4 separate regions of the Mus musculus genome follow, and all the other regions are linked to region 1. Evidence: chromatin contacts called from public promoter capture Hi-C data. All regions are on one chromosome and are shown on one strand. The core of a region is the stretch at or near the end of the contact, and the rest is flanking DNA. Distances in the headings are between cores, read along the strand shown. Region 1 holds the start of Cdkl5 (cyclin-dependent kinase-like 5). Region 2 holds the start of Map7d2 (MAP7 domain containing 2). Region 3 holds the start of Bclaf3 (Bclaf1 and Thrap3 family member 3). Region 4 holds the start of Map3k15 (mitogen-activated protein kinase kinase kinase 15).

What was found. Promoter capture Hi-C pulls out the DNA fragments that hold promoters and counts their contacts. Capture Hi-C pulls out chosen DNA fragments and counts their contacts.
Region 2: a contact with region 1 is called in a promoter capture Hi-C map of pre-B cells. The contact joins the promoter of Map7d2 here to the promoter of Cdkl5 in region 1. A contact is called at or near these places in 2 of 39 promoter capture datasets (cranial neural crest and pre-B cells).
Region 3: a contact with region 1 is called in a promoter capture Hi-C map of liver, with 3 times the contacts expected there. The contact joins the promoter of Bclaf3 here to the promoter of Cdkl5 in region 1. A contact is called at or near these places in 2 of 39 promoter capture datasets (hippocampal neurons and pre-B cells), 1 of 115 datasets of contacts at active chromatin or transcription factors (astrocytes) and 2 of 9 other capture datasets (adipose tissue and liver).
Region 4: a promoter capture Hi-C map of the SN4741 cell line shows a contact between it and region 1, with 5 times the contacts expected there. The contact joins the promoter of Map3k15 here to the promoter of Cdkl5 in region 1. A contact is called at or near these places in 4 of 39 promoter capture datasets (the SN4741 cell line, cranial neural crest, liver and 1 more), 1 of 15 datasets of contacts at CTCF or cohesin (embryonic stem cells) and 1 of 115 datasets of contacts at active chromatin or transcription factors (embryonic stem cells).

Annotation. Positions count from the first base shown.
Region 1 is chrX:160,992,617-160,997,749 of GRCm38.p6, reverse strand. It overlaps Cdkl5 (cyclin-dependent kinase-like 5), which reads left to right and starts at 3,069. Exons shown (of 19, transcript NM_001024624.2): 1 at 3,069-3,159.
Region 2 is chrX:159,412,022-159,417,154 of GRCm38.p6, reverse strand. Map7d2 (MAP7 domain containing 2) reads right to left here and starts at 2,583. Exons shown (of 17, transcript NM_001081124.2): 1 at 2,263-2,583. The coding sequence starts at 2,458.
Region 3 is chrX:159,530,296-159,535,428 of GRCm38.p6, reverse strand. Bclaf3 (Bclaf1 and Thrap3 family member 3) reads right to left here and starts at 2,761. Exons shown (of 12, transcript NM_001033472.2): 1 at 2,594-2,761.
Region 4 is chrX:159,986,178-159,991,310 of GRCm38.p6, reverse strand. Map3k15 (mitogen-activated protein kinase kinase kinase 15) reads right to left here and starts at 3,107. Exons shown (of 29, transcript NM_001163085.4): 1 at 2,506-3,107. The coding sequence starts at 2,878.

The sequences.
Region 1 (5,133 bases), core at 1,820-4,319:
TTCTTGCTTTGTTTGTTGACAAAGCGTCATTAGGTAGCCATGGCTGGCCTGGACCTTGCTGTGTAAATGTGTGTGGCCTTGAAATTGTTGTGATCCTCCTACTTCTGCCTTTCGTGTGCTGGTGTTGCAAAGTTGTGCCACCGCATCCTAATTGTTTATTTATTCATCTTCTTTTTTTGTTGTTGTTGTTTGTTTTTATGTGTCATAAACTTTGAATGAAGTCATGTAAGATTTGGCTTGATTTGAACTCTGAACAGGGCAAAACAATTACTGATGCTCCTGTCTGCCTCCAAGTATTAGCAATTCATTCATCAGGTTGATTCTTCTGCCTTGTCAAGAACCCAGGTTGTATCATGAAGTTAAGATCCAGATGGTTTTCAAGAACCTACTTTTTATTTTCCCTTTCTGTTTTTTAAAATTTTTAGTTAGTAGGTAGGCTTTGACTTAAGGCTGGCTTTCTTCTCAGTTACAAAGTGGCTGTCTGTGGCATTTGGGGTATTTAACTTCCTTGTTCATCCAGAAGGTGTGTGTGTGTGTGGGGGGGGGATATCTTTCTTTCAAACCATGGAATGCTAAGTTTTTTCTTTTAGTCTAATCAAGCCACATAGGATCGACTGAGACTAAATTAGATTCAGCCTCTTGATGTGTGAAGGGCCTGGATATCTGAAAACAGTGGGGGGTTCCATTAGGAGAGAAGGAGGCTCTGAGGCTGGTTCTCCATCTGGAAGTGGTGAGACTCTTGCTGAGACATGTGAGGATTAGAGATAATGTGTGTAACAGTATCAGGTTGTGCAAAGAGGCAAATAAAAGCAGAAGACCCCCAGTTAAATGTGAATTTCACATAAATAGCTACTCATTTTTCAGTATGTGTATCTCTTTCTACAAACACTACAGATTTATTTAGTTTGCCCAAAAGGGCGGTTCATGAAATTCTTTTTAGACAGTGATTAAAAGACTTAATCAGTCTTCTAGCTTTGTCCTGAATGTATTTGGATAGGACACATGTATTACAAGCTATTATTTGTTTATGTAAAACTCAAATTTATGGAGGCAGCCTGTGCTTTCTCTGTCAGCCCTAAATATCTGTAGAATTGCTATGGAGTAGGCATTTGCAGGGAACTATTAGTGCTCTTTTTACAGAAGAAAGGACCTCAGGTAAATGACAGCATGGTATTTCTTTAAAACACTTAGAATGTCTTATCTTCTCTCAAAAAGGGAATTAACTGAACTGGATGTGGCTCCAATAAACCAGTACTAAAAACCAGAGCAAAGCAAATGTCCTTCAGTGAAAGGCTGTGCTTGTCCATGGTATGGCTCCTTGGAAAACATCTAATACAGCTACTTAAAACGACATTGAACTTACATCTGTGGCCATTCTGTTACGGTTTTTTCCTTACCTTCTTCTCAGAGTGTTCAGATAAACCATCCTTCCTTTGACTCCAAGGCAATGCGGCTGAAATTTCTAGTACAAAGGCACTGACAGGGGGTGATAAAGCAGCGATTGTCCCAGGAATTCTGGCTCCACGTGGGTGAAGCATGAGGTCACAGCACTGTGATTTTGCAACTGGAGGAGGCAGGAGCCTCTGCAAAGCCTGACTCCATTTTCCCTCACTGTTAATTCCCTGCTCCTACCTGGAAAATTTTCTAATATGCTTCCTGAGAAAGTGGGTGCCTTCAATTGACTATGAAATATTCACCACGTTATGAAAAAGAATAATCTTGTTAGCTTGGTTTCAAGTAGACAAACCAATTGTATAGCTACCAGATTGAAGACAGGAGTAGATTAAATGGATTTTATCCAAGATATCTATTTTCTATTACAAAAAAATTAATTTCTGACTTGGTGGCATCTTCGATGTCATGCACTGCCTATTTTCTGCCCCCAAACCCGGAAAAAAAAAAAAAACCTTTTCTTTCTCTCTGCTTTCTTTTTTAAGGTGGAAATCATGCAGCTTTTCATAGATTTGTCTGCAAGGTCTTTCATAAAAGATTTTTTTCTTAGTTAAAAAAAGTGCACTGGAACTATCTCTATCTTAACCACTAGTCATCCTCATTGGAAACTCGATTCGCGGTGGGACTTAAGATCTTTTTATTTCTACTGGTGCGGCGATGACTTCATTGTTGGTTTTTTTTTTTTTTTTAACCAGCTGGGGAATCGTGTAAAGCAGAGCAGCGTCGGACTGGAGTAGAGTTGTGGTTTGCTGCTGCAGCCCCGGCCGCCACGGTTTGCACGCGTCCAGCTGCTGTGTAAGGAATCCTCGGGCTGCCAGTTCTTTGCTCTTAAGTCACCCCAGGGAATCGCAGGCTGCGAGATGAACGTGAATATGAATGTGTTTGCGCGCGCGTGCACGCACAGCTGCAACAGTTAGGAGCAGCAATGGACTTCAATATTAAAAAAAAAAAAAACCTACGACCGAGATGAGCCATCCTTCGTCCTTTATTTTCAAGTAGTGCCCGGGCTCCCGCCCGAAATGTGGTCCCCGCCCTCCACCCACTCCGCTCACTGGTCCCCAGAGAGGGAGGCTAGGATAGCTGCGCTGCAGGCAGGATTTCCCCTTTTTTTTCTACCGCAGTGACAGGTGGATTCCCGGGCCTCCTCACCCCCCTCAACCCCCGCATCCACCCCTCTCTCAGTCACGATCTCTCCCTCCCCTTATCCTATTCCTCCCTCATTTCCCCCTCCCCACGTAAGCTCGCAGCCTGAGCCCCGCCCCTCCCAGCCTAGCAGCCCAGGTTGCTAGGGCCTGGCAGGGCAACCAAACCTGGTGCCCCAGGAGGAGCATCGCGAGCGCGCATAAGCGCGTTCGTGTAGTAGAGGGCTAGAACAAGAAATCCTGGTTCTAGGATTTTGGGGGACTCGAGAACGAGCGGCGTGGGCGGGGCGCGCGAGCCCGAACTCGAGCACGAGCGCTTTCTCTTCATTGGCGCCTATTGGTAGGCGGGGCTAAGGCGGGACCTAGCGGAATGAGAGGAGTTTGCCGATTGGGCCAAATGGGCAGACGGGGGCGGTGCGATCATCAAATTAGGCTGCGCGTTCGCTCCGGCGAGAGGGCGGGGCCGGAGGTTTCGATTACTTGTCGCTGCCGCTAGGGAAGGTAAAGCGGTGACGGCGGCCGCGAGAGTGAAGGCTTCCCCGATAGAGGTGGGGGACTCGGCAGGGTGAGTAGTTGCGTCCGCCCGTCAGGCCGTCTCATGTTGGCCGTGTGTCCACTAGCTTGTCTTTAGAGAGGGAACCCAGTCGGTCCACTTAGGAGGGTAACAGAAGGGGTAGCAGCGCAGGTCCCTGCACAACCGGGAGACACGGTGAGGGAGTCCCAAGCTGGAGTCTCCCTCGGCGATCCACCACGAGTCTCTAGGGTCTTCCCGGAAGGGCTGGGGCTGGAATTTTTGGTGCCAAGAGACAGAGGGGGCTGTGCTAGACGTATGGTAGGTCGAGGTCGGACCCCGCGGGGCTCCCCTTTGCTGCAGGTCTGCGGTGTCCCCACCCCGCTGCCCCCGTGGCCAGGGCTCTCCGGGCTTGCAGCAAGGAAAGCCCTTTTCCGCTAGCGCCGAGGAGGGCCCCCCGAAACCCCCGCCCAAGTTCCCAGAGAGCCCGGGACCCGCCGGCAGCTACGACTCTCAGCCCTGGTCCTTCTGACCTTGGCTGCCCGGGAGGGTGGGCGAGCGCCCCGCCTGCAGCCCCGCAGGTTTCTGCCACCTTCCACAGGACAAGTTTCAGGCGTTACTGTGAAGTTCACGGCTGGCGTGCTGGCAGAGAAGCAGAAATTGACCTCTTCTCAGATCTTCCTACCCTTTGGACCTTCATAGAAATTGAATCCTGGGGTTTGGAACCATCTGCCAGAACGAACAGGTCCTCGCACTGACACGTTTTTCTGTTCTCTTCTCTTCTTTTCTTTTCTTTCTTTCTTTTTCTTTTGTGCCCACGTTGGGGTAAAAAATAACCTGGGCATATTTCAGTGTAAAAGCAGATCTTTCTTGGGGGTTTTGATTTTTCGCTTCACTTGAGTTAGGCATGGCACAGATGCTTGGATAAGAAAAGCCTGACCTTAGTCAGGCTAGACAGACTAGAAGGATGCTGTGATATTTAAATAGTTGCAGATCAGTATTCTGTTAACACAATTATTTTTAATTGGCTGAAATTTAAGCTGATTTTAGAAAGTATTGACACAGAATAATTTCTTTCCGCGCATCTGATTTAGGCTTGTTTGAACGTAATGGTTATGTAGGCAGTATAAAAGATTACACAAATTAATTTGTCTGAGAGTATTTGACTGGAAAAAAGAGGCATAAATATGTATAGAATATAGGATTAGGGTTTTAGGTAACATCTGCTGGAACACTTCCAGCTTGTTTGTTTCTTGCTGTAGGGTTACAAAAAAGACATTTTGACTGAGACACTTTGGAATTTATAGACTGCATAACATTTAGATGTAAATTCGTTTTTAATTCCTTTAAGTGTATTAAAATGTTTCAGTAAAATGCAGAACGGGTGTGTTTTCTTATCCCTGTATATCTGGCGTTGAAGGGGGAGTATGATCTTACATTTAACAACCCAACTAAGATTCATTAATAATAAAAACATAAAAGGCCTACCCCCATCTTTCTGAGAATGAAGATTTAAGTACCTAACGAGCCTTTTCCTTATTAAAAGAACTATTTTGGGTTGGAGCTTTTTTGGCGTTGATGCTGGAATGGGAGTAAGGAAGCCTGCAGCAGTATTACCAGTTTGACACCACCAGTGGGTGTTTCTGTTGACAAATGCCGAGAGGAGAACAGTTGAAAAGGAAATCTTTTTTGGGTGGTGGGATGGGGTGGGGTAAGGAGGGGAGGTGAGGGGAGAAGGAGCCAGAAGAGAGAAGCTGTAAAACTAAAGCTGCCAACACTGTGTGTGCTGGGCTTTGCACAAGTACAGGGCAACCTAATTAGGGAGAAGAATACCATTTGGCTGCATTAAAGACTAGAACTCCAAAAGAGGCATACTAAATAAAGTTAACCATTCCAAGAGTGTTTACTAATCCACCATGTCTGAGTACTTGGGAAGAGGGCTTCTCTTCTGGAAAGGGCATCAAATTCTTTTGAATTGGCTTGTCTTTTGAACATAGTCAGTGCAGTGGTTCATTTGTTAGGTAGAAA
Region 2 (5,133 bases), core at 1,334-3,833, 1.6 Mb after region 1:
TGATGCCTCTTCTGGGGTGAGAGAAGACAGAGCACTCATATACATAAAATACATGAACAAATAAATCTTTAAAACATTAAACATGGGACTGGGAAGAAAGCTTAGTGAGTAAAGTCCTTGCCATGCAAGTACTAAGCTCGATCGCAGACCCCATGAAAAAGTTCAATATGGTAGAATGTGCTTGTAAGCTAGCACTGGGGAGCCTGGAAAAGGTGGGTCCTTGGGGCTCCTTGACAAGCCAGCATGACCAAAACCCTGAGTTCTAAGCCAGTCAGAGACTTAGCTTCAAAAAAACCAAATGGAAAGTGCCTGAGGAATGAGACCTAAATTGAACCTGTGAACTCTACAAGCTCATCCCCACACAGCCACAGGAAACTGCAACTCACAAGTATACACACAGAAGAAAAACAAAACTTTAGTCAGAAATGCTGGTGATGGGAAACGGGAACATGAATTCATGCCCAATATGGGTTATATAGCATCACATAAACCTGTCTCCATCCCATCCCTGTTGAAATAAAGTTTAAAAAAATCCGTTTTCTTTCACACAACTATTAAGAATGACCTCTAAATGGTTATAACAGGCTATATATTTAAAACCTAGAATTATTTTAGGAATTCCAAAATAAAACTAGTGTCCACATTGCAACTGAGCAATAGGAAAAAGAACTGCCCCCTAAATTCCTTCAAGTTAATTAAAATCCCAGATAAACTGGACATCCGACAATACAGCCCTTTCTCTACCACAAGAAACATCAAAATAATCTATTATTTCAAATCCCCACCAAACAAAAATGTAAACTCAAAAAACATCTAATGTTTTACTGCATGGAATCCCCTTTACCACAGAGAGCAGACTCCGATGTGTGGGTTCTGGGTTCTTATCAGATATGGCCTTTCTCAAGCAAAAGGAATGAAAATATAAGTCTAGACTTAAAGGGCAGGTATTATCACTATCCTGTAATGTCTTACTAAGTTGTGCATTTAATAACACACGAGAACACAAACTAGAAATCAATTTAGCCTTCCTTTCCCTTCTATGAATGATGCAACAGACAGATCAGTAAGATAGTCCCCTCTATCCCAACAAAAAGAACTGTTCAAGTGACTAAGGCAGCATCTTCAAGCTGGTCATGCTGACTTGAAGGCTCACGGGAATCCAGATCAACGTAAGGTAAAGAGCCAGATCCTGTCTCAAAACGAAGAAACACATAAACAACCCACACGCCCGTTCAGTTGATGTCCTTCCTCTTTCCCCCTCCACCATATAGGAAATACTCCACGATGCGATAATTCCCAAATTCTACAAATTGTGTGAGGGTTTATTTTTTTCTTTTCGTTCGAATGTTAAACTGCAATGAAAGATGGAATATAGAATTAGTTCTCATTATTAACATTTAAAAAAAATGTCGCCAGGAAAATTGGAATGAAATGCTTTTCCTCACTGCGTATACCTCCGCACCACCTGCAAGTACACAGAAGGTTAGCCCCAGAACCAGAAGACGCAGGCGCTTATCACGTTCTTCCCAGCGTCCTCACCATGTTCCGTCCCCTTGGGCAGAAGGAACAGGGACCCACATCCCCACACCCCTTGGCGACAGCTCTCAGCTGCAGTCCCGTGGGCTAGAACACTCAATCGCCACGCAGTCACGTACCAGAAAGGGCAGCGGCAGGGGCCAGACGCCCCAGTAGGGAAACCACTACCTCAGCGACTTCAGGGGGGGGGAGGGGTCGTCGTCTCAGCAGTCGCGTGTGGCCCTGCTCCCTTTATGAACCGTCGCTGCCCCCGCGGGCGATGCGACATTATTTTCCCAACCCCGAGAGGCCAAGTAAACCGCAAAGCTGGGCCACCTTGGTGGCTGGCTGTGGCTTCCCCGTCTGCGCGCCTTAGGATGGAGGGTGGGAGCCAGCGAGGCAGCGAGCCAGCCGCAATCCCTGTAGTCCAAACACCTCAGCGGGCCCCCGCACCCACAGGGTCGCCATCCCGGAACCCCCTCCTCCGGTGCCGAGCCATACCTCGGGGACAGCCGTGGCCAAGGATACCCGCTCCTCCGCTCTCCAGCCACCCCCCACAAACTCGCCCACGCAAACACGCCAAGCCCGAGGGGACCCCGCCACCTGCCGAAAGAGAGACGCAGCCTGAAGTCCCCCAGGGCAGGTTGACCTAGGCCCCCGGAAAGGGCGACCGGGCGACAGCCCTTGGCCGCCCCGCCCCCCCCGGGGGTCCTCAGCGCGGCCTGCCCAGTGCTCCCCGGCCCTTACCTGCGGACCGCGGGGTGGACTGGGAGGCTCTCCCGGAGGCCGCTTCCGCGGACTTGGCCAGCAGCAGCGACAAGCCCTTGGCAGCCCCTTCCGAGGGGACTCCGGCTCCTCCGCCACCGCCACCGCTGCCGCCGTACCCGCCGCCGCCGCCGCCGCCGCCACCGCCGCCGCCGCCGTTCCCACCGCTGCGCTCCATCGGGATGCGCGGGCTGCACAGGCGCACTGTCTGGCCCGCCCGCTGTGTCGCACCGGCCCCGCGCGGGTCCGCATGCGCACGCGGCCTCCCACCTTGCGCGCCGGCCTCCCTCTGCCCGGGCTCGCCGCACCGGACCCTCCCGCACTCGCCGGTGCGTCACTGCTCAGCCGGCGCAGGCGTGCGCGCGCCAAGGGACCGCACGGGCTCCGCGCTCCCGGCTCGCAGCCCCTCGGGCTGCTGTGAAAGGCGCACCCGGGGCGCCGAACGTGCGCGCGCAGTGTCCGCTCCACAAGTCCTCACGGCTCAGCATCCCCAGTGTCCGCACACACCACACCTGGCGCGCTTCTTCTTAAGAGTTTACAAAAGGCTTCTTTGCACACTCGGTTTAAACACGCTTCCACACACTCGTGCACACATCCACTTAAAGTTTCTCACACACCTTGCACACATCTGACGCGCGCGCACGTGTTCACACTGTCTCTCTGCACAAAAACAGCCCTGCAGCTCCTAGTGCCCGTTCATAGCTAGGTTTTCTGGTTGTCACCACATGGGCCAGTGCCACATGCATGTGCAGATGCCATAGGGCCATAGGATCCATTTTACCGCAATGAGGTTTCAGTTCATTTCTTTCTTTCTTTATATATTTGCCAAATATTCATCCTATAAAATAATGCATTTCATCATCCATTTTCATATGTCTGTTATGTGCTTCAAGAGGGTGGTAGTGACAATTTTTCTGGTGTTTGTTTTGTTTTGTCTGTTTTATGTTTTGTTTTTCAAGACAGGGTTTCTCTGTGTAGCCCTGGAGGTCCTGGAACTCACTCTGTAGAACAGGCTGGCCTCGAACTCAGAGATCTCCTGGCTGTGGCTCCTGAATGCTGGGATTAAAGGCATGTGCCACCACTGCAGAGCTAGTGGGGAGTGATTTTGAGACAGGGCCTTATAGTACATCCCAGGCCTGGTCTGGCCTCTAACTCATGACAACCATCCTGTCTCAGTCTCTCAAGTCTTGGGATTACAGGCATGAGTTACCACAGCCAACCTTATCCTGCCCTTTGATCATATTGTCACTCTCATCACCCTCTTTTGTCCTCTCCTCTCTCTCGCCAGACCCTTTCCTCTTCCCTAAAAATCTCCTTTCTATTTCCCCATCATATACGTGTGAGCTTTAAATACAATTTTAAAATGTAGATTCTGCGTGTCCTATGTTCGTTTTGATTTGTGCAGTCTCATTCTGTAGCTTAGGCTGGTATGAAATTAGATTGATAGCTCTCAAGCTCTGGAGGCAATCAAGTCTGATGCCCCAGCCTCCAGAGTGCTAGAATTAGAAAAATAAAGAACCATGCTGGACTTAGATTTGTCTTTTTGTTTATTTGTTTGTTTGTTTGTTTTAGGGATGAAGAGGAAATGATCCCATGTAGCCTAGGCTGGCCTTGAACTCACTATGTAAAAGAGACCTTCTGCTCCAGCCTCCTGAATTCTGAGATTCAAGGCCTTCACTACTATGCTTGGCTACATTTTTTTTTCTTTCTGAGTCTGACTTACTTTGCTCAACACGATCTCCATTTTCATACATTTTCCAACAAATAACCTAATTTTTCTTCTTTATGGCTGAATTAGACTCAATTATGTATTTATACCATCTTTTTTATAACCATTTATTCTACGAGTTATTATAAATAACTCACAGTAAATATAAGTGCCACAGTAAACATAAGTGTTCAAGTAACTTTATTGCATGCCCACTTTGATCCTGTGGGTACATACCTAGCAGTGGTATAGCTGGGTCGTATGGTAGTTGTACTTTTAGCTTTAGAAGACCCTTGTTGCTAACATTTGGAGTGTAGTCTCTTATTAACACTCCTACCTGTGATGTGTAAAGGATATTGGTCCCCATGTCCTCGCCATTTCATCTTTCTTTCTTGATATTTGCTCTGACTGGAGTGATATGTAATAGCTAAGTAATTTTGTTTGCGGATCTCCCACCTCCCTGGGGTCTCATCAAGCACAAATTGTACCGGTCACACACTTTACCAAGCTCTCCCTGTGCATGTGAAACCCGACTTATTTTTCCCTTAACAAATCCTGCTGTAAAGAGCTTTGTGATTTCCTTTGATCCCGTTTATCAATTCTTTTGTTAGTTTTTGTTTTGTTTTGTTTTTGACACTGGGTAATTGTAGGGTTGTTCTAGATTGCGCAGTATTTCCTAGGCTGATTTGGAATCCTCCTCACTTTGGCTTTGAAATTCTGGATTTATAGTTGTGAGCCACCAAGCTTGGCTCTTGCCTCTGGAGTAGGGGGTCAAAGAAGATTATGAGATATTATTTCCTTTTCTCTAGCCATGAACATTTATTATGGTTTCAAAAACATACTGAAGGGGCGAGAGGTATAACTCAGTAGTAGACTGCTTACCTGCATGTGTGATGTGTATAGGCCCCAGGGTTGATTCCTAAGAGAGAAAACAATAAAAACAACCATGGTGGACAGGCCTGGTGGATTATGATTAAATCCCATCAATAAAGAGGCAAAGGAAGGTGAAGTTCTGTGAGTTCAAGGCCACCCTGTTCTACACAGTGAATTCCAGGCCAGTCAGGGATACCTAGTGGGAACCCCAAATCTTGCACGCGCCCGACTCGACCAGCAAGAAAGACGCTGCAAGCCCAGAACTGGTGCTG
Region 3 (5,133 bases), core at 1,512-4,011, 1.5 Mb after region 1:
AAGGCATGGCCCACTACACCTATTAAAACAGGGTCTTAGAGACAGGTGGATTTCTGAGTTCGAGGCTAACCTGGTCTACAGAGTGAGTTCCAGGATAACCAGAACTACACAGAAAAAGCCTGTCTTGAAAAAAAAATTAAATCAAGGTCTTAATAGTGCCTAGACTGGCCTCAAACTTCTGCTTCTCAACCAAACTTTGTCCCACATACCTGTAATCCAAACACTCAAGAGCCTGAGGCAAACATGAGCTAAGCAGTGGCATCCTGCTTGACAAAAAACTAAAACAAAAAACAAAAAAACTGAGGGCTAGTGATACAGCTAAACTGGTACAAAGTGATTACCTGGCATGTAGGAAATCCTGAGCTCAATTCACAGCACTGCAAGAAACACACACCTCACACATGATTTTGCAATCTTTTTGTCTTTACCTTTTGAGTTCTGGCAATACAAATCATGGCTTCAAACATGCTAGACAAGTACTCTACCAATGCTATTCCATACCTAGCCCCAGAATAGATTTCAAAAACTAGACCTTTTAGAAATATGTATGTCCTTGTGTGTGTGTGTGTGTGTGTGTGTGTGTGTGTGTGTGTGTGTATGCCCAAGAAGAGCAGAGAAATAGATCTTTTTCAGTAGCTCTCTACGTAACTTTTTTTTAAGACAGGAATCTTTTATACCACCTGAAGTTCACCATTTCAGCTTATCTGAATGGTTAGCCAGCCTCAGAAACTCTCCTGTCTGTTTCTTGAGAGCTGGAATTAGAGATAAATACTTTGCTGCTGGCTTTTTATTCAGGTACAAGGGATCTTAACCCCAGTTCTCATGATTCCACAGCAAGTATTACTGACTGGGCCATTTTCCCCAGCTCCAAAAGTTTACATTTAAAATTTTTGTGCTTCAAGATGCTTCTGTGCGCCGGGTGTTGGTGGCCCATGCCTTTAATCCCAGCACAAGGGAGGCACAGGCAGAGGCAGGTGGATTTCTGAGTTCGAGGCCAGCCTGGTCTACAGAGTGAGTTCCAGGACAGCCAGGGCTACACAGAGAAACCCTGTCTCAAAAAAACAAAAAAAAAATGCTTCTGTGCTCTGAAATTTTTACAAGAAAGTAAAACCTGCAGTAAGTAAGACAAAGTATGTGAAATATACTTTCATAAATGTCTCATATGACCCTAAAAGGTAAGACACACATTATAATCCCTTGTTCATTGCTGAGGAAATACCTTAGAAAAAGTTAAGTGATTTGGACAAGGTAATCAGATATAATTCAAGTAAGTCATAACTTCAAACTTTGTTCACTTAGAAAAACCCTTACTAACTTGTTTTATTTTTTTTAGAACACGGAGTAACTGGGAAGCTGAACTGCTATCAATAACCGAGGAAAATAAAACAAACATGACTGGCATGCACCTGCAACCCTGGCATTTAGGGGCCAGAGACCGGGAGTCAGAAACTCAAGGCTATCCTTGGCTACACTGTGAGTTCAAGACCATCCTTTCTTTAAAGACTCCCTTTTTTTAAAAAAAAGGAAGAAAAAAAGAAAGCCTCAACATAAATGAACAAACAAGCCTTTTAAAGTTTTGGACCTGTTCACATCTAGGGAAAAAGAAAAGTTTAAATATGCCAGGCCTGGCCACGCAGGCCTATAATCTACTCAGGATGGAGAGTGGGTACAAAGTTCGAGGACTGCCCAGCCTGACCAATAGAATGAGTTAAACAGCATCCTGTGTTGAGTGAGACTCTATCTCAAAAGGTACATAGCTCTACGGTGGAGTGCTTGCTTGCCATGGGGAAGGGCCTAGCTTTTCTTTCCAGGCTTATAAAAGAAAAGAAAAGTTAAAAAGGTAGCCTGACCGGAAGCCTCGAGGGCCCTATTTTCTCCTGGCCGTTTGGAATGTGTTCCAGAGAAGCAGTCACTCAAGGTGTAACTCAAAAAAAAAAAAAAAAACAAAACAAACAAAAAAAAAAAAGCATATTTCGAGGGCTAAGTTTCTCTAGGGCGGTCCTGACCGGTGGCCCAGTTGACTGAATTCCTCCCAGGGAGGTCTGCGCTAGCTAACTAGCCTTTGACCTTGTCCGCGGAGGATGCGGCTCCCGAGGCCAGAGCATCTTTGGCGGACAAAGCCGGGAGCATCGCTCCGCTCCGGAGGGCTCCGCGTCCTCGGGCTTCAGCCTCCCGGCACCGCCCCCTCCCTGGTCCCCGGGGACCCACGCGGCAGGAGCCTGGCGCCGCCACCTGCCCGCCGCCGTGGGCGGGCAGACCTGGGGGTTGGGGGGGGGGGCGGGCAGGTGCCCGAGCTGGCGGCGGCTCAGGAATAGCACCGGCGGGGACAGCCTCAGAACCCACCCCCCCTCAGGGCAGAGAGCCAAGCGGGCGCGCCAAGGGAGCCTGAGCCTCGAGGGGCGGCAGCCGCTTAGGGAAGGCGCTGGCCCCAGCGTGAACCGGAGAAGGGATGAGGTCCCCGGAGAAGCCAAGTCCGCCCGCAGTCCCGTTCCCGCCCGCCACCGTGAGAACCGCCACTCGTGGGCGAAGGACACACCCTCCCTCCTTCCCAGGCTCGGGCTTCCTCACTCTGCCCACTCCCCGGACCGCTCACCCCTCAGAGAAGTCGTCACCAGAGCCCGTCGCTGTCGCTGTCGCCGTCGCCGAAGCCTCCGCCGCTACAGCCGCCGCCGCTGTTGCTGCTCCCTCACCGCCTCGCCCGTCGCGCAGCTCCCGCCTCCTGCTCCAACCAGCACCCAGCTCTCCCCGCGGGCCGGGACCCGGAACCACTTCCTTCCGGAATGGTCTGGTCCCAACCCCCTCTGGCCCCGCCCACAGTGTCCGCCTCCCGCCCAAACTTGCCTTCAAGGAGGAGAAGCTCGGGTCCAGCCCCGCCCAGACGGCGCCCGCGGGCTCTCTAGCGCCCTCTGCTGGCTGCGCTCTCCCACGGTTCCCTGAGAGACTAAAGTGCGCTCGCGAGTTGATCTGGCTAGAAGGAAGAGAAGCACCCCAGGTGGTGCAAGTCTGGGACTCTGGAGTTGAGGATCGCGGCCTAGAAGTCAGCCCTCAACTTGGTTCCCTTGATCTTCCTGCCTTGTGTGCAGTATCCGCAGATAGAGGCAGAGGTATCGGCCAAGGTTTTTTTTTGTTTTTGTTTTTGTTTTTTTTTTTTTTTGGTTTTCGAGACAGGGTTTCTCTGTATAGTCCTGGCTGTCCTGGAACTCACTTTGTAGACCAGGCTGGCCTCAAACTCAGAAATCTGCCTGCCTCTGCCTCCCGAGTGCTGGGATTAAAGGCATGCGCCACCACTGCCCGGCTAGCGTCTAGCTCTTTATGTGGCCCATCTATATATCTGAGCCTGCTTCTCCTTGACCTCTGTCCCCACCTATTTAATTTGCAACCAATCATCCAACTTTTCACCATTTCCCATAGCCTCAAATGAAGGGTCTGCTTGGAAAACGGGACCTTCTGAGCTTTCCAAATGGGTTAATGGTCCCAATAAATACCAACCCCTCTCTGCTCTCCTCTCTTTTATATTTTCTTATTTTCTTCTCTTTCTCCTTTCTCTCTACCCTCATTTTCCTCCTCTTTTGTGCCTATAGTGCTCTGTTTGTATGTCCATGTATACTTCCCCTGTGTGGGGTGTGGGGGGAGGTCAAAGGGCAACCTCAGGTGTCATTCCTTGAGAAGGATTGTCCACCTTTGTTTAGGGTGACAGGGTTTCTCACTGGCCTGGAACGTTCCAAGTAGGCTAAGCTGGCTGGCTAGCAAGTCCCAGGAATCTGCCTAGCTCTGCCTCCCCACTACTGGAGTTCCAAGCATGTGCCACCATGCCTGTCTCTTTTTACACAAGGTCTAGGGCTCTGACTCAGGTCCTGATCCTTGCAAAGCAAGCACTATAGTAATAAATCTATCTCCCTAGGATCGCCACCCCCCCACCCCCATTTATCACTCTCTGCCTGCTGTATCTAGAGGGAACCCAGGACCGTGCACTCGGTGTGCAAGCATGCTAGCAAGAAGCTCTCATAACACACACAAACACATACACAACTGCAAAAGAAGGATTTGTTAGAGTAGGACCCACATTCGATCCTGGATAATCCAAACAATGACTATTGGCCCCCGGAAGAAGCAAAACTACGTTAGCTATGCAGTCCAAGAAAGCTGGAAGTCTCAGAAGAAGTGGCATCTGTAATTGCCTACAAGCTTCTTAGAGAGTCTCTGTGTGAGTTAGTGTTGAGACGCTAAAGACTCTGGAATCTGGTGGCCACAGAACATGCCGTGGCCATTAGACGTATCTGCTGAAGAAGTATAAAGCTTGCACACGCTGGCTAGGAATCTTCATTTCTCCACCTTTTTTCCTTTGGAGCCCCAGGCCTATTGGGATGTTGCCACCCACATTCAGAACAGCTACATTCCCCCTCAATTGCTCTCCTGCATGTCAATCATCTCTGACAACACCCCCACAGATACACCCAGAAGTGTGTCACTAGGCATCTCAATCTAGTCAGGTTGACAGATCATGACAAACACATTTTAAGCTACCCACAATCCCACTATTCAACTGCCTTACAGGGAATACAAATGATAGGAACTGCTTCTTCAACTTGAGTGTATATCAGACTCACACAGAGGCTCTTCTTGTTGGGGCCTACCTCCAGAGTTTCTCATTTGGGGACTTTACATTCACTCGTGTTTTTCTTTTCTTTTCTTTTCTTTTTTAGATTTATTTATTTATTTATTTATTATGTGTAAGTACACTGTATCTGTCTTCAGATACACCAGAAGAGGGGGTCAGATCTCGTTATGGGTGGTTGTGAGTCAGCATGTGGTTGCTGGGATTTGAACTCAGGACCTTCAGAAGAGCAGTCAGTGCTCTTAACTGCTGAGCCATCTCTCCAGCCCCACTCGTGCTTTTCATTTACTTGTGTTTTTCATTTACTATTTTTATTGTAGTGCTCGGAATTGAATCCATAGCTCTGTGTATATTATAAGGAAGTTATCTACTGCTTAGCTATCCCCCTCAACCCCTGAATCATATCTTTGAACAAAAGCATTAATATACAGTGTATGGGGATAGAGACGTGATACAGCAGAAGAGTGCACTGTACTCATACAGCACGAGTAGACAGCACTAGTTTAGGATGCAGAAGC
Region 4 (5,133 bases), core at 1,858-4,357, 1.0 Mb after region 1:
TCCTGCCTTCTGTATGCTAGGCAGGTGCTCTGCCACTGAGGCACAATCCCAGCCCCAGTGTGAGTTCTTTTAGATTTGTTGCCATCAGCCTGAGGCTCTCCTGCAGCTCCCCCGTTCGACCTTTTACTAATGACACAGAAATCTAAGATACACACACGACACGACCACAAAAATAAGACAGTATAAGAACACAATCGAACCAAGTGCTGAGTTGCTATGAGAACAGAAGACAGAACGTGCCTAATGTCTCACCTCTATGGTTCCCCCACAATACTCCTGGGACAGTTCAATAGTTGCCCTCTGCCAACCAATCTTGTTCTAAAGCAGCACTGTCAAGAAGACCTTCTACTATGAGAAAAACATTTTATATCGTTGCCATCCCACATACAGAAGCTGGCTGGCTGTACTTGAAATAGGGTTAGTCGATTCTTGAGATCCCATTTTACTACATGGAAGCCAATTTAAATATAAATGGCTACATGTGGCCAGCGGCTATTCAATTGAACATCCGGTTTTCGAGATTTTTACAAAACAGCCAACAACAGTTTTCTATCTTTTTTTTTTTTTTTTTTTTTTTTTTTTTTGGTGGAAAGTGCCCAAAAAAACCCAAACAAACAAAAAATCCAAAACTTGTGAGAGAGGAGCTCAGGAAGCCAGGAGAGGGTAGGGATGTGGAGATCACCTATTAAATCGTCAATTCCACTTCCTGCAGTCACATTGATAGAAATTATCCCAAAGGGCAAAACTGACCAAAGGGGATTCATGGTGCAAACCATCGAAAGCCAGAGTGAGCAAATGTGCTGCTCTGGGTGCCTGGGTTTGAGCAGTGATACGTAGGCTTCTCAAAGGAGCGTGCACAGCAGGGGAATCTGTGCCACACATATGAACACACGCCAATGAGGCTCGGAAAGGCAAAGGCGCTGCATACAAATGTTCCATCTTACTGTCAGCAGGCAAGAAGGCAGAGTTGTGCCTGGTGGCCCAATGAACAGCTCACTTTTCAGATACTCTGTTCCAACTCCATTTGGGAGCAGACTGAATAGAAGCTGAGAAAACCGGAGTAGTTCTAGGTGAAGTGGGCTCCTGAATAATTTCTCTGAAAAGACGTGGTGCTCAAGAGCATACTCAGCATGGTCAGAAATGTCAAGAGAGTGTGCGCACTGGGGCCAGCTGCCACTTGTTTGAACAAGCCTGATGCCCCATCTCTTTCCAGATGGGGGTGGGTTTGGCCATTTGCTGTAGAAAATAAAACAAAACAAAACAAAAAACCCTTACACCCAGGGCTGCCTCCAATAAACAAGGAACTGAATTGATTGGCCTTTATGGGGTACGGGTTGGTAGAACTTACCAAACATGCAAAAGCACCGAGTTTTATTAACACAACTTAGACACCCAACCTGCTACAAGACAGCATACCATGAACACTTTGAAAACAACTCCCAAAGCTCATATGCTTTCAGGTTTAAGTTAGACACTGTTACTTCCACTTAACCAGTGGAAAAACTTAAGGCACAAACATTCCCTGGTCATTACTGTGTCACATACAATGCTGATGAATATCATCCAGGGTCCACAGATTTATCCCCAAAGGTTAAGTAAGAAAAGCAATGGAAGAAACTTGAAAACCGGATGGTTAGGTCACACTCAGCACAGCGAGCCTGCATCTAGCAATGGTTTACATTAAGAGATTAAAACATCACATAGCCGTAGATTACACAACACCATGCTTGTCAGGCAGTAACTTGCCACTCTCTGGTTGTAGGATGGACTCCCCTGTAAGAATTAAAACACTCTGAAGGCCTCACGTTGGGTGTCATTGGTCTAAAATAGATAGGATTTGTTTGTTTGTTTGAGGGAGAGTCTCACTTTGTAGCCTAGGCTGGCCCCAAACTCCATATGTCCCAGAGGCTGGCCTTGAATTTGCAATCCTCCCACCTCTGTTTCCTGGGATTAGATGAGTGATCTGTCTTAAGTTAATTAGTTTTAACAGCTATCCCAGATGACTATAATAACCAGCCTGCATTAGGGATATATGTCAGAAGAAAACAAACTGGAGGACGGACTCAACATCTTGTTGGTGGCGCTCAACCTTCCTAATGGTTTAATACAGTTTCTCTTGTTGTGGTGACCCCCCAAGCAGAAGGTTATTTCGTTGCTACTTTATAACTATAATTTTACTTGTTATGAATTACAAAGTAACTATCTGATAGGAGACCCCTGTGGGGGGAGAACCGCCATCTTAGGCGATAGTGTGTTTCTTGGGTTGTTGGCTATTATTAAAAGAAAAATAAATGATGAAATGGGTCTAAGTGCCTATGGTCACTCTTTATCTGTCCAAGGGCTCCTTCCTTGTTCTACACTGTCCAGGAGGTAAGAGATTGGTCCTGAGCATCACCGATGGCAGGATGGAGGGGGAACTGGAGGAGAGAGCCAGGGGGAGAGAGTGGAGGGGTGGCAGGGCTTGTGAGAAGGCCATGGGAAGCCAAGGGTGGCCCCAGCCCTCACCTGCATCGTAGAAGGCATCGAGCACGGCCGTCTCCCCGAAGTCGAGCTCCCCGAAGGGGACGGAGGTGAGGTGGGCGCCCTCGGCTTCGCAAGCCCGAAGCAGGCACTTGAGCGCCCCGGCCTCGGGGCCGCCGCCGGCGGCTGCCCCCTGCGAACTTTCGCTGCGCACGTAGACAGCCCGCAGAGCCCGGCGTGGCCCGCGCCCGCCCTCGGCCTCGCCGCCCGCCGCGTCCCCCGTGCTCTCGGGCTCCGCCAGCCCCGCCGCGCCCTCGGGCCCCGGGGGCAGCCTGCCCTGGGGCGGCTCGCCGGCTTCCTCCGGAGCCTCGGCAGGGACTGGCCCGCCGCCGCCGCCGCTGCCGCCGCCGCCCTCCATGTGACTGGCCCGCGGGGCTGGCGGCTTCGAAGCCCAGGTGCTCTTCCCCGAGACACCTGCTGCACAGGCGGATGACGGACGGGCGGACCGGAGGACGGACGGCGGCCGCAGGGAGCCGGAGCAGGGGGCGGGCGCAGAGGCCGGGGCGGGCAGGTGACCACGGGTTCTCCGGCGGCCGGCGGAGCGGAGCTCAGGGCCGGCTTGCCCCGAGCGCCCTTTGAAAGCCCGCGAGAAAGAGGCGGGGGCTCCGACGTCAGGACGGGCGGAGGGGGCGCTGCCGAGAGCCTCGGGGCAGCAACGCCAAGGGCGCCCCCTGCCGGCTCCCCCGCGCAGCGCCCCCAGCCCGGACGCCGGCCGAGGCGAGGATTGCAGGGCTCAGCTCGATTTGGCTCTCCTTGGGTCCTCCCCTCGTTCTTCCTTTGAACTACTGTTACAAACTCGTTTCCTTGGCTTCCTTCCTTTTTTCCTTCCTTCGTTCTTTCCTTCTTTCCTCCCTCCCTGACTTCCTCCCTTTCTTCCTTCCTTCCTTCATTCCTTCCTCCCTCCCTTTCTCTATCTTTCCTCCCCCTCTTTTTTTTTCTTTCATCATTTTTCCCCGCCCCCACGCCTGCCCACCAAACAAGTTGAAGCTTTCAACCACAGTAGACTTTCAAGGCACTAATTGGATATTGATAATCAGTTCCAAACTAAGTGCACATGCAGCTTTAACTCTACATCAGGAGGATGAGCAATGCCTCATTTGGCACTCGCCACTGTCCAGGACATAACCTCCCTGAGCCCTGTCTTGCAGCCTTATTTGTCTTGACTTTGGTAGTGACCTTGACAAGGTATGGGGAGGGTGCTGGCAAGCCAACATTTGTTTGCCTGGGAAATACACTCCCGTAAAAGTGCGCTGCCTACCTGACCTCTGAAATACTAAGGCTCCAAAGAGGTCTCCACTGCATCTCTGCAGCTCACCATTTTAGTCTCCAGCATTACATTATATTTAAACAATAAAATGCACTACAAGTTGTCATGTGGTGGTGGAGTTGTCTTTTTAACAGCTGCTTCTAGGTATAATTTACAAACCACCTAGAACAAAATGGCTGGCTGGATCTTTAGTGTAGTCCCAGTTCTGTGTCCATCACGACAACTTTTAGAATGCCTGAACACTCCACTACCCACCCCACCTGCACCCCCACTACCTTTTAGAAATCACTTTTTATTCCGTCCTCTGAAATAACCAGCCCTTAGCAAACCATCAGCCCTGGCTCTCTATTTGCCTTGTCTGTACATTTCCTATACTGGATGGAATCAAAGTGTGAAAATGGGTTTTCATTTGCTTTGTATTCAGTGCTAAGAGGAGAATGTCTGGGTTGCATGAAGGATATGTTTAACCTTTGAAGAAATTCACTGCTTTCCAAAGTGGTTGCATCATTTCGCATTCCCATGGAAGTGTAGAAGTGTTCCATTTCCTCTATAACCCCAGCAACACTTGTGACTGTCTCTTTCTTCATTACAGCTCCTAGTGGGTACTAGAACTCATTCTGATTTCGAGTTGCAATTCCCTGTTGGCTAAAGGTGATCAGCATCTTGTTCTACACTCCTGTCTCATTCATGTAACTTCTTTGGAATATTATCTATCTAGGCCATTTGCCAACTTTTTAATTGTTTTGTTTTGTCCATGCAAGTGCATGCACGCATTCGTGTGGAGGCCAGAAGACTCTGGGTGGTATATGGCAGGCGCCATCCACACCATCCAATTTGGCTTTGAGACAGGTTCTCTCTCTGGCCGGGAACTCACCAAGTAGGCTGGTCTGACTGCCCAAAGAGCCTGCCTGGCTCCACCTCACCAGTGCTATGGCTCAACCCCCCCCCCCCCCAAATAAAAAGATAGTGAAAATATCCATGGAAATGCTACAAGAAATCCTTCCCTAGTTCCAGCCTTAGTAGAAATCAGGAACATTATGAGTGGTGGCATTGTGTCTCTGAGGAAATGTGTGAGAACACTCAGGCAGGACTTGGAAAAACTTTCAACACCTGTTCTGTTCTAAGAATTTTTTTTTTTTTTTAGTATGGTGCTATACAAGGACACATGTGTTCCTTGCAACCTTGCAATGCACAATAGTAGTAATTTTCCTAATGTGCTTGTTCATCTGAAATTACTCCAGTGACTGGCACAGCCTTTCAAAGGGCAAAGTCACACATTTGAAACCCCTTTTGCCGGTGTCTGTTGTCTTCGCAGCAATCTTCTCCAATTCCTCTCAGAGCTCTCT